Regions from separate parts of the Macaca mulatta genome. Here region 2 is linked to region 1. The links are chromatin contacts, called in public Hi-C maps. All regions are on one chromosome and are shown on one strand. The core of a region is the stretch at or near the end of the contact, and the rest is flanking DNA. Distances in the headings are between cores, read along the strand shown. Region 1 holds the start of ZSWIM5 (zinc finger SWIM-type containing 5). Region 2 holds the start of UROD (uroporphyrinogen decarboxylase).

Region 1 (5,594 bases), core at 1,298-3,797:
CAGCCTCCCAAAGTGCTGGAATTACAGGTATGAGCCACCATGCCCACCTAACACGGAGCTTATTGTCTATTTTGGGAAACAGACATTAAGCAAATAAACACATAAATATAGGCTAGGCGCCATGGCTCACACTTGTAATCCCAGCACTTTGGGAGGCTGAAGCGGGCAGATCACTTGAAGCCAGAGTTTGAGACCAGCCTGGTCAATATGGTAAAACCCCATCTCTACTAAAAATACAAAAATTAGCTGGGCATGCTGGCATATGCGCCTGTAGTCCCAGCTACTTAGGAGGCTGAGGCAAGAGAATCGTTTGAACCCAGGAGGCGGAAATTGCAGTGAGCCAAGATTGTGCCACTGCACTCCAACCTGGGTGTGACAGAGTGAGACTGCATCTCAAAAAAAAAAAAAAAAAAAGGCAGTAACTGATTAAATCAGAGTAACATATTTATTGATTCAAAGTGCAAATATTTTCTGAACATCTTCTATGTGTAGGCATTTTGGCAGGTTGTAGAAATAGGCCCTTACATGGAAATGGTTCCTGCCCTTCCATAGCTCATAGTCTAGTTAGGGAGACAGGCATTAAAGGAATATTCATTCTCCCAAAAAACTGATAAATTATAGCAGGGAAAATAATGTGCGTTATGGAAGCCTGTAAATGTGGTACCAGATTCAAGGTGGAGTAGGGATTATGCTATTTTGCAGTGATCTATTTATAGATATTTACAGATATAAATCCATTTACCAATATAAACAGATTTCTTTTTCTTTTTTTTTGAGAGAGGTTCTTGCTCTGTTGCCCAGGCTAGAGTGCAGTGGCATGATCATAGCTTACTGTAACCTTGAACTCCTGGGCTCAAGCAATCCTCCTCCATCAGCCTTCAGGGTAGCTAGGACTACAGGGTGTAGGCCACCAATCCCTGCTATTTTTTTTATCTCTTGTGTAGAGATGGGGTCTCCAGTCAGCTCTGTTGCCCAGGCTGGTCTAGAACTCCTGGCCTCAAGGGATCCTCCCACTTTGGTCTCCCAAAGCCTTGGGATTACAGGCATGCGCCACTGCATCTGGCCTAAACAGATACTTATTGAGTACCCACTACACTGAATAAGCACACAATGTGAATTACTTCTAATCCCAGCTAGCCGGGGCAACATAGGGAGACCTACTCTCTACAAAAAATTTAAAGAATTAACTGGGTGTGGTGCTGTGCATCTGTAATCCTAGTCATTCTGGAGGCTGAGGTGGGAGGATGGTTTGAGCCCAAGAGTTTGAGATTGTAGTGATCACCCCACTGCACTCGGGACTGGACATCAGAGTGAGATCCTGTCTCTAAAAAAACTTTTTAAAGTGAATTATTTCTAATTCTTACAACATTTATGTGTAGAAGCATTATTACTAGCTCCCTTTTACAAATGATGTAACTGAATCATGAATAACATCACACACAGCAAGTGTGATTCACACCCAATTCTGACTCTATAGCCTGTGCTCTTTAATTCTGAGATTACAGCAAAACCAAACCGTGGCTCCAGCCTGTCTCCAATCATTTACTCTCTTCTTACTCTTACTTTATCCTACACTCTAAATCTTGCTCATTTTGAAAGGCAAACTCAACTATAGAAACTCTTTTAATACAATTCTTGGAATGTTTTAAAGTTGTAGAGATCAGTTTGTCAGCAAATTCTGAAATAATCTGAGTTTTCTTGACCGAGCAAGAGAGTCACATACAATTGCGTGTTGTTTATGGAGTTAGTGATGAAGTTGCCATTCTTGAGGACCCACTAAATGCCAGGTAGAGGATAAATTATAGTGAAGGAAACAGACATGATTCTCACTCTCATGGAGTTGACAGTCAGACATTAAACAAATATATAAAAATACAACTGTGTAAAGGTGTAGAAGACTGAGCCAGGTGAGGAAAACATGAAAAACCTAAATCAGATTGGAGGTAGGGGATCAGAGAATTCTACCAGAAAACACACACACAAAGTGTTTTGTATCCTAGGATGCAAGGTGCTAAACCCTCCAAAAGACCCCACAAGGATGCAGCCGCTGTGGCGATAAGATCTTGGTGCCCCATTGTCAAGGGGTGGTGCGACTTTGTCCCATTCTGGGGTGGGGTGGGGTGACCGCCAGCTTTATCCTACATTGTTGTAGCGTAAGGCGAGTTTTTATCACTCGAACTTTCTGATTTTTTTCCCCTAGTGTCTTCTTTCCCAGGGTCTTTCTGCCAGATCTTCCGCTCGGCTGTGACAGCCTCCTGTCACATCAGTACCGTTGGAGCTGGATTGGTTTTTTCTCCTTGTGCCCCGCGAGCCTATAACTTCACGGAGGCAGCTCCTTGGATGGCTTATGGCCCCGCCATTTCATTCGGTCACACAGTCCATTCCTGTCTGGCCGGCGGCAGGTGGGTTGGGGGTGCGCGGGCGGGCGTGCGAGAGCGCCCGGCGCTCCTCTCCCCTCCGCGGCCGCCGGATCCGCGCGAGCGCTCGGCTCGCGTTCTGGGCTGTTTGCGCCTGAAGCGCGCCGCGGGCCCGCGCTCGCTCCCGCCTGTCTTCGCGTCCGCGGAGGCACGGACAGCGCGCGCCGCCTCACGCTACTCCGCAGGCCGCCAGCGTCTGCCCTCGCGGCGCGCGCCCGGGCCCGGCCCAGGTTCCCCACTCGGGCCGGCGGGCTCCCGGTTCTCTCGCCCCGCCCCCCTCGGCGCCGCCACTGGGCGCTTGCGCGGGGCGCGTGGCCGTGGCCGGGGTCTCCACCGCAGCCCGAGCCGCTGCCGCCGCCTCAGTCAGTCAGTCAGTCCCCAGCAATGGCGGACGGAGGTGAGCAAGAGGAGCTGCTCTCCCCGTCACCGGTCTCTCCGGCCAAGCGGCTGTGTTCGTGGCCCAGCCCGCAGGCTCACCACCCTCGCGGTTCACCCGGGGCAGCCGGCGGAGGGGCAGGGGGCGTCGGCAGCAGCTGCCTGGTCCTCGGGGCCCGCCCCCACCTGCAGCCGGAGTCCTTACTGGACTGCGCCGCCAAGACGGTGGCGGAAAAGTGGGCGTACGAACGGGTGGAGGAGCGCTTCGAGCGGATCCCGGAGCCCGTGCAGCGCCGCATCGTCTACTGGTCCTTCCCGCGGAATGAGCGGGAGATCTGCATGTACTCCAGCTTCCAGTACCGGGGCGGCCCCGGCGCCAGCGCGGCTGGCGGCGCCGCGGGGGCTTCACCGGCCGAGGAGGGGCCGCCGCCACCCCCCGGGGCCGCCGCTCCGGCCGGCTCCGCCCCCGGGGGCGTCGCGGCTGGGGCATCCCCCGGGCTGGGCGCTGGGGCCGGCGCGGCCGGCTGCGGTGGCGAGGGGCTCCCTTTCCGCCGGGGCATCCGTCTGCTGGACAGCGGCTCCGTGGAGAACGTGCTGCAAGTCGGTAGGTGCTCGCCCGGGCGCTCTCGGGTGCTCAGCCTCCTCTTCCGCAGGTGCCTCTTTGCCTGAGCCCTGGGGCCGAGACCCCGCCTTCTGCCCATCTCCTGTACCCCTGCCGAAGGACGAACAAGTCACAAAAACTTTTTTCAACCTTTCACTCAGGTCCACCACTGCTCTTTTCCTCCACTGATCCTCTACCCCCATTTCTTTTTGTTTGAAGGGCGAATAGATCTCTGTTCTTCACTCTTTCTACTCCCCACACCAAGGCAAAGAGAATGGGGAGGTATGCCTTTTTGGATGTAATAATTTCACAAATGCATTGTCCTAATTTAAGTTTGGAGAGGGGAGGATTGTTAGTAAATCTGGAACAAGCGGTTTTAGAGGGAGCGTTTGAGGGACAGACTGTCAGAGGCAATCAATAGCCCTAGCCGATTAAGCCTCGATGAAATTAACTTTAACACTGGGAAAAGAGCCCCAACAAAATCCTGCATATTTCAGACAGTTTTAGTTGTCTGCGTTAGGATTTTTCCCCTGGATCAGTGATGCTTGGGAATCTAGGCTGCGGACTAACAATAACCGAAGATGGAAATGTGACAGCTTCTCCTCCACACCCCCACCCAAGGAAAAAAAAAAAAAAAGCCATACAATCTGGAGTGGGGGTGGGGTCTCTCTTCCTTGTCAGACTGGGGTAAATCAAAAGCTGATCACGCTGGGTTTTTCAAAAGCTTCTCATTTAACAAGTCGTACTTGCTTTTATCTTTTTGTTATGGGAAAATATACAAGTGATTTCTTCCTTTACTCCTCCGGAGCTTCTAGTCAGTTTGTTAATCTTATTAAATATATAAATACAGTGCATCTGATTTGTGGAATGGTTAAGGAGAAAGAGAAAAAAATGACATTGATTAACATTGACTTTGCTATGTGGAAAATTAAAACATGTGGAATTAATTTTCTATTTGGATTATTATAGCCTTCTGGAAGTACATATCTTTACTTTATGTTAATCTAGATCTTGTTTTGTTGTACACTATATGCTCATATAAATCGAAGAAAATACTGATTTTTGAAAGGAGTTGGAGGGAGGTCGTTTTTAGAATTAAGCACAGAGAGACACAAACCCCAGACATCTAGCTCTCCAGGTAAAACCAACATATTTGAAAAATGTTTTTCTCTGAATCGTGCTGTTTGATATAAAGTAATCTGCTTCTGGTTATTGAGAATCATTGATTCCTGTGTTTCTAACCAAAACAACAGCATACCACAATTTATTTTGCAAATGTGAAATATAAATTTATCCTGTGCCAGAATATAGTGACAGTGGCTTGAGCAAGTTTTGTTTATTTGAAAGAGGTTAGTCCTTTGTTTATTTGTGTATATTTTTGAAAGAGTGACTTGAATAAACATGTAATTAAGGTGTACAGCTTTAATACTGAAACACTGAAAACATGAAAATAAATGCATTTTCCTATTAGTCTGTAAATTTTAATTTTTCTGAGTTTAGATCATTTAACTTTTAAGATTCTTGTTTCAAATATTTTAAATTGAAAAGGGTCAATTTAAGTGGTCGTTTTGTAGTAAGAGATGGATAAGGAAGAGTTTTCAAACTTGAGGGAGCAAATGAAAGAGAGGAAGAGTTTTAAAGAAGTGTCTATTTTTAAAGTGACTGAAGTGTCACGTTGCAAATGAAATCGGATATTTTTGTTAATCTAGATCATGTTTAAATCAGATATTTCCCCTTTATAATATGAAAGTTAATGTGGTTCTGGAGTTATAGGCTCTCATATTATAGTTTCAGGGATCTTGAGAAAAGACACATATAAACAAACATGTTTTGTGATTGCCTTTGGATTTCAAAGACGAAGACCGGTGAATAAAGTTATCCCTTTAAGTTTATGCTACTTGAGAACCATGAGCTGTGTAATTTTTATTATTCTGACCTTAATTTAGGTTAGTAAGTATAGGAGAGAAGGATAGCCTGTTCTGCATCTTTTTGAGTTCTGTATTTTGGTATGAACCACCTTTAATAGAGACATATCCCCCGTCTCCTAAACTTAAAATTATAAGTAAATTACTTAATCTAGAAAGTAGGCTTTCTAAAGTATTGCCAAGAGATGAGGAATGAAGTGATTTGTATAAACCAAGATAGTAATCGTGTTCTTCAGTTTATAAGTGCACTTCAAACTCAATATTACTAAGTGATGC
Region 2 (5,594 bases), core at 1,412-3,911, 200 kb after region 1:
AAAGCCAGCGCCACGTTCTGGTAACTGCATACGTGGCAGCTCCACACCCCCACCTCAACCTCAAGGCCTCACCCTTCCATAGCTTACCGGGCTTTCTTTGGGGCCACTGTCCAGTCAAGCCCAACCACCTCATAGCCAGCCTGGGACAGCTCCTCCAGGGCAAAATGCCCATCCTTAGCAAAGATGATCTGGAAAAAAAGCAGATCTTAGGCTACAGAGGGCCTTGCTAATCTTTCTTGACTGTACTTCTGCTGCCCTCCAGTGGTCACTCCAGTCCATGCAGGACTTAGCCTGAAAGCTCCACAGGCCCACCTTCACTCAACCCATCCCAATCCTCACCATGGGCACTGGTGCCAGGCCTGCCTCCCGCAACCTGGCCTTCACTCGCTTGGCCACATCACGGATGTAGGGCAGTGCAAACTTGTTGAAGAGCTGTGGGCCAAGATGCCCTGCATGGGACTCAAACAGCTGCAATGCCTAGTTAGGGTATGGTGAAGACAAATATGTAACAAAGAGGAAGCTCCCCCCACATACAAAATCCACCTCAATTTTCCCCAAATGACTTCAATCCCTGATACTGCCTGACCCTATAAATCCAGTAATTAAAAAAAAAAAGTTTTACTTTCTCCAGATCCCAGCACTAGCTTTGGTCTCTGAATACTCAGAGCATTAAGCCCCACTGCCAGTGTCAGGATGGGCTTGGCTGCTCAGCTAGATCACTGGAGGCCAAGGTTCTTTCATCCCTGGCATTAAGACCCCTGCCCTCTCAGGTTTAGGACACTTGCTTCTCGTCCTTACAGACCAAATCTCAGCCTATTTCTCTCTCTCTCAGGACTCACCTGGGCACCAGCCGCCACTTGTCCTACCAGATATGGGACCAGAGCATCAGTGAGGATGCGAAGCAGCTGGTGACTAGCCTGAGGTCTCTGATAGAGCCAGCGCTTGGCCTGAGCCATGGTGCTTGAGCCACCACCCTCAACCATGTATGTCATCAGGGTCCACTACAGAAGGATAGAAAGATGGTGTCACATGTACAGAAGCCAGACTGACCCTTCCTTTGTCTACCCCAGACCTGCCAGAGTGATTTTCCCACGCCGCCAGTCCCTGCCCTGTCCCACATTACTGGGGCACCAGCAAAGCCAATCAGCGGCACACGTCCAGCCAGTCGTTGTCGGGTAAGGGTGATGGCTTGGAACACATAGCCTAGCTCAGAGGCTACCACTGCTGGATCCCGTAGGCGTTCTAGGTCCTGCTCTTCTCTTAGTGGCTCTGGGAAGCTGGGTCCTTTGCCAGGTACCATGGTCACCTCCATGCCCAGTGCCTGGAGGGGGAGAAAACATCTGGGTTCCCAAAATGGAATCCAGGAGGAAAGGTTCTGTTCAGCTCATTCCAGAAGGAAGGAAAAGGAGAATAAAACTGCCAAACTCCATCTCTTTCAACCTTAGTTTTTCCCTCGATCCAGTTAGGATAAGTGCTTATTGTAAACCTTGACTGGACTGATAGAAGGATTTTCAAGGGGTCCTTGGATTATATTCCAGGATCAGATTTGAGTAGGTACCTGGGGTACAACAAGGATGTCGGAGAAAATGATGGCAGCATCCAGAGGGAAGCGACGCAGTGGCTGTAGGAAACAGGAGACGGGTTGCTAGGTGGCAGACTGAAGGCATAAATCTTTCCCTCTTTTGTGCACCCCTCACCTGCAGAGTCAGTTCACAGCAGGCCTCAGGAGAGCGACAAGTGCTGAAAAAGTCCTGGGCAGCCCGGGTTTCCCTAAACTCTGCATACAGAGGGAAGACGGGGCTTAGCCTTGAGGCCCTCCAGAGCCCTCCCCTGCCCCTTGAAAACTTTTCGCCTTCCGGAGTTTTATCTAGATTTCCAGGGCCTGACTCTTACCTGGTAAGTAACGGCCTGCCTGGCGCATGCACCAAACGGGAGTGTAGTCTGTTTCCTCTCCCCAGGCTGCTCGCAGGAATGTGTCATTCTTCAGCTCCGGAAAACCCTGAGGTCTGGTAATCAGGTGGGGGTAGGGGTAGGTGTCAGTATGCTAGGCTGGAGGTTGGGTAAAGTGCGGATTCATAAGGCTGATTTAGTCGAGGACCGCTATCTACCTCCTCCAGGCCAGCTCCCAAACCCTGGCTTTCCGCCCGTTCCGCCGCCTCTCTGCCTATCAGGTGGTGCACAAACTCTAGAAGGGCCCGCCCTGGGGCCTCTTCCCTCCACTTAGTCCCTACTCTCCCAAGCTCGAAGCAACTAGAGGGACTAGGGGGAGGAAATAAGGCCCAGGAAGGATAGTTTGGGGGTCTTCGGACTACGGAGTCTCAGAAACGGGAATGTCACTGGGCTGGTTCAGAGGCTGAGAGATCCCCAGGCTGGGGGATAAAGAGGGATGAGAGTTGATGGTCCCAGAATAGAGATCCTGGTTGGAAATCCTGAGGCATCCCTTGAATTAAGGCCCCTGGGATGAACGTCTCAAAAATCCATGGTTTTAGGATTCAGGATCCCAGCTAACAGAGTCCAGGTTGAGAGATCTCCAAGGTGGGGAAAGGGGAGTACAGGGATAGAGTCCTGAGTTGGAAGACTCAGAAGCTCAACTAGCCACACCGCGTGCTCTGGAGAACTCACCCCAACCCGTTCGCTTCCATGGTCAGCTGTCTGTAACTGCGAGCTCAATTCGCAAGTTAACCTGAATGTGAGCCTGCCCCCACCCCGTCCAGGCTCCGCCCCTTTCTGTAGGGAATCAAGGGCGTCGCCATGTTGAAGATCACATGATCAGACTCCCGCGACAGCTCCAGGGCTGCCCTGGCTGCTGCCCGTAGGACCCCTACCTTTTTTCACCGTAAAGTCCGCTGTAGCGACGCAACAACAAACGCTGAAAAGAGAACTCCGCTGTAACTGTATGTTACGGTGACATGAGGAATTTGTTCTCATCTGACGGTCTGGGTATCCGGAGGCTTGGCTCAAGTCCCACTCATGATTCTAATAGTCTTATTCAGCCAGGCATACTGAGGATGATGGAACCAGGCTGCTCAGGAAACTGAAATCGTCATATACTTACATTACCTACTAAGAGCCTGGACCTACAGTAGGTGTAGAGGTTAGCTCTGCTCAAGACAGCCCCGGTCTTTAAGAAGCTATAAGACTGGGAAAACAGAAATCAGTAATCACATTAAAATGAATAACGATTACCAGTGTCCTTGGGATTAGGAGTGACAAACAGAACCCGAATGACTCAAGACTCCTGTCAGTGGCAGGGGAAGGAGCCATTGTCTCAAACATTTTAGTCACACCACCTATAGGATAGGGAGTCGGCCGGGCGCGGTGGCTCAAGCCTGTAATCCCAGCACTTTGGGAGGCCGAGACGGGCGGATCATGAGGTCGGGAGATCGAGACCATCCTGGCTAACACAGTGAAACCCCGTCTCTACTAAAAAATACAAAAAACTAGCCGGGCGAGGTGGCGGGCGCCTGTAGTCCCAGCTACTCGGGAGGCTGAGGCAGGAGAATGGCGTGAACCCGGGAGGCGGAGCTTGTAGTGAGCCGAGATCAGGCCACTGCACTCCAGCCTGGGCGACAGAGCAAGACTCCGTCTCAAAAAAAAAAAAAAAAAAAAAAAAAAAAAGGATAGGGAGTCCAGCAAATTCGTTGGGAGTGGGAGGAAAAAGAGCAGGCCGAAGAACCAGAAAAATGTTGGCAATGATCCAGGCCAGATAGAACGGTTATTGAATGAGGGTAGTAGCAGTAGAGATAAAATGGTAGTAGCAAGGAAATGGAGAGAAGGAGATTGATCAGGTAGAAATCACCAATCTTGGGTTTGGTCGGCTGGGTTAGGGTGGCACAGAGGTAGGTAATATGATTGGGTGTAGGAGTACACAGTGCAATACGGTGAGCGCTGGGTGCGCTTAGTCCAGAACATACGGCGAAGGCTGGCCAAAGGCGGGGCAGGGCGTGGTGGGAAGCTCCGTCCGCGGTCGCGCCAGCTGTTCACCGGGTAGGATCGCCCTTAGGCGCTCACCTCCGCCACTTAGCCATGGCGGGTCCTGGCCCGGGCGCGGTGCTGGAGTCCCCGCGGCAGCTGCTGGGCCGCGTGCGCTTCTTGGCGGAGGCAGCGCGGAGCCTCCGCGCTGGGCGGCCGCTGCCGGCAGCGCTGGCTTTCGTGCCGCAAGAGGTGCTCTACAAGCTTTACAAGGACCCGGCAGGACCGTCGCGCGTGCTCCTGCCCGTGTGGGAGGCAGAGGGCCTGGGGTTGCGTGTGGGCGCCGCAGGCCCAGCCCCCGGAACCGGCTCCGGGCCCCTCCGCGCCGCCCGCGACAGCATCGAGCTCCGGCGCGGCGCCTGCGTGCGCACCACGGGCGAGGAGCTGTGCAACGGCCACGGGCTCTGGGTGAAGCTGACAAAGGTGAGCTCTTCCCCACCCAGGACCAGGTAAAAGACCCCCGGGGCCAGAGAAACCTCTGGCTGTTTCCCTTTCCTCCCCTGTATTGAGTTGGCATTGCGTTCGGTGCCCTTTGCCCTGGGCTGGGTAGGACAGGCGGCTGGGCAGTTCCCTGACGGCTGTCCCCATCCGGCGCGTCCCGGCAGGAGCAGCTGGCAGAGCACCTGGGCGACTGCGGGCTGCAGGAAGGCTGGCTGCTGGTGTGCCGCCCGGCGGAGGGCGGAGCCCGCCTGGTACCCATCGACACTCCCAACCACCTCCAGCGGCAGCAGCAGCTCTTTGGCGTGGATTATCGGCCGGTGCTCAGGTCCTGCACTTGAAGGAGCGGGGCTTGCTGTCCGAAGGCCAGGCCAGGACGGCTTGGGAACACTTCAGCCGCACCCTGGGGTGGGTGGGATACTGGAGTGGAGGCAGGGTTAAGAACAGGAAGGGGCGGGACATGAAGGGGGCTCGGGTGGGGCGTCTGGAGACCGGGAGATAGAGCCCAGGAGAAGGCTACACGGCATGGAGGTAGTGTCCTGCTGCCCGCTGATGTCTCCCTTTCCCACTCCCTACTCTGTGCCCACAGGTGGGAACAGGTGGTGGACCTGACATACTCACATCGCCTGGGATCGAGACCTCAGCCAGCAGAGGCATACGCAGAAGCTGTACAAAGGCTACTGTGAGTGAGCTGGAATGGGGTGGGGAGGAAGGAGCTCTGCGTCTGGGCCCAGTCTAATTAGGGGCTTGGGGTTGCTTAGCTATGTACCCCCGACATGGACCTACGAGTGCGACGAGGACCTGATCCACTTCTTGTATGACCACCTGGGCAAGGAGGATGAGAACCTGGGTAGCGTGAAGCAGTATGTGGAGAGCATAGACGTTTCCTCCTACACGGTGGGTGCTGGGGCTCCTCCCACCCCAGGCAAGATATAGTCACACCCCTCAAGGCTAGATCCAGAAAGAACCCCCACCTCCAGGCCAGGACCAAAACAGGGTCCCCACGGGCCACACTCACTTCAGCTCCCTATCTTGGAAGTCTGTAGGAACCCCTACATACCCAGCGGCCCCCTATCCCATACCAGTTGCCTGTTAGCCCAGCTTCACTCTGCTTTCTCTCTGGTCCTCCTGGTCCAGAGCACAAGCCCAGCTCAGCGAGGGAGGGTAACTACTGACTCCACCTC

The links. Hi-C and Micro-C count contacts between places; a contact is called where the count stands out from the background.
Region 2: a Hi-C map of CD4 T cells shows a contact between it and region 1, with 4 times the contacts expected there. The contact joins the promoter of UROD here to the promoter of ZSWIM5 in region 1. A contact is called at or near these places in 3 of 14 Hi-C or Micro-C datasets (CD4 T cells, fetal cortex germinal zone and fetal cortical plate).

What each region holds. Positions count from the first base shown.
Region 1 is chr1:195,414,555-195,420,148 of T2T-MMU8v2.0, forward strand. It overlaps ZSWIM5 (zinc finger SWIM-type containing 5), which reads left to right and starts at 2,548. Exons shown (of 14, transcript XM_015138173.3): 1 at 2,548-3,396. The coding sequence starts at 2,802.
Region 2 is chr1:195,612,765-195,618,358 of T2T-MMU8v2.0, forward strand. UROD (uroporphyrinogen decarboxylase) reads right to left here and starts at 2,662. Exons shown (of 9, transcript XM_077959671.1): 1 at 2,623-2,662; 2 at 1,894-2,006; 3 at 1,698-1,777; 4 at 1,124-1,321; 5 at 840-1,001; 6 at 340-477; 7 at 88-188. The coding sequence starts at 2,642. HECTD3 (HECT domain E3 ubiquitin protein ligase 3) reads left to right here and starts at 3,945. Exons shown (of 21, transcript NM_001257654.1): 1 at 3,945-4,395; 2 at 4,578-4,738; 3 at 5,000-5,092; 4 at 5,172-5,307. The coding sequence starts at 4,027.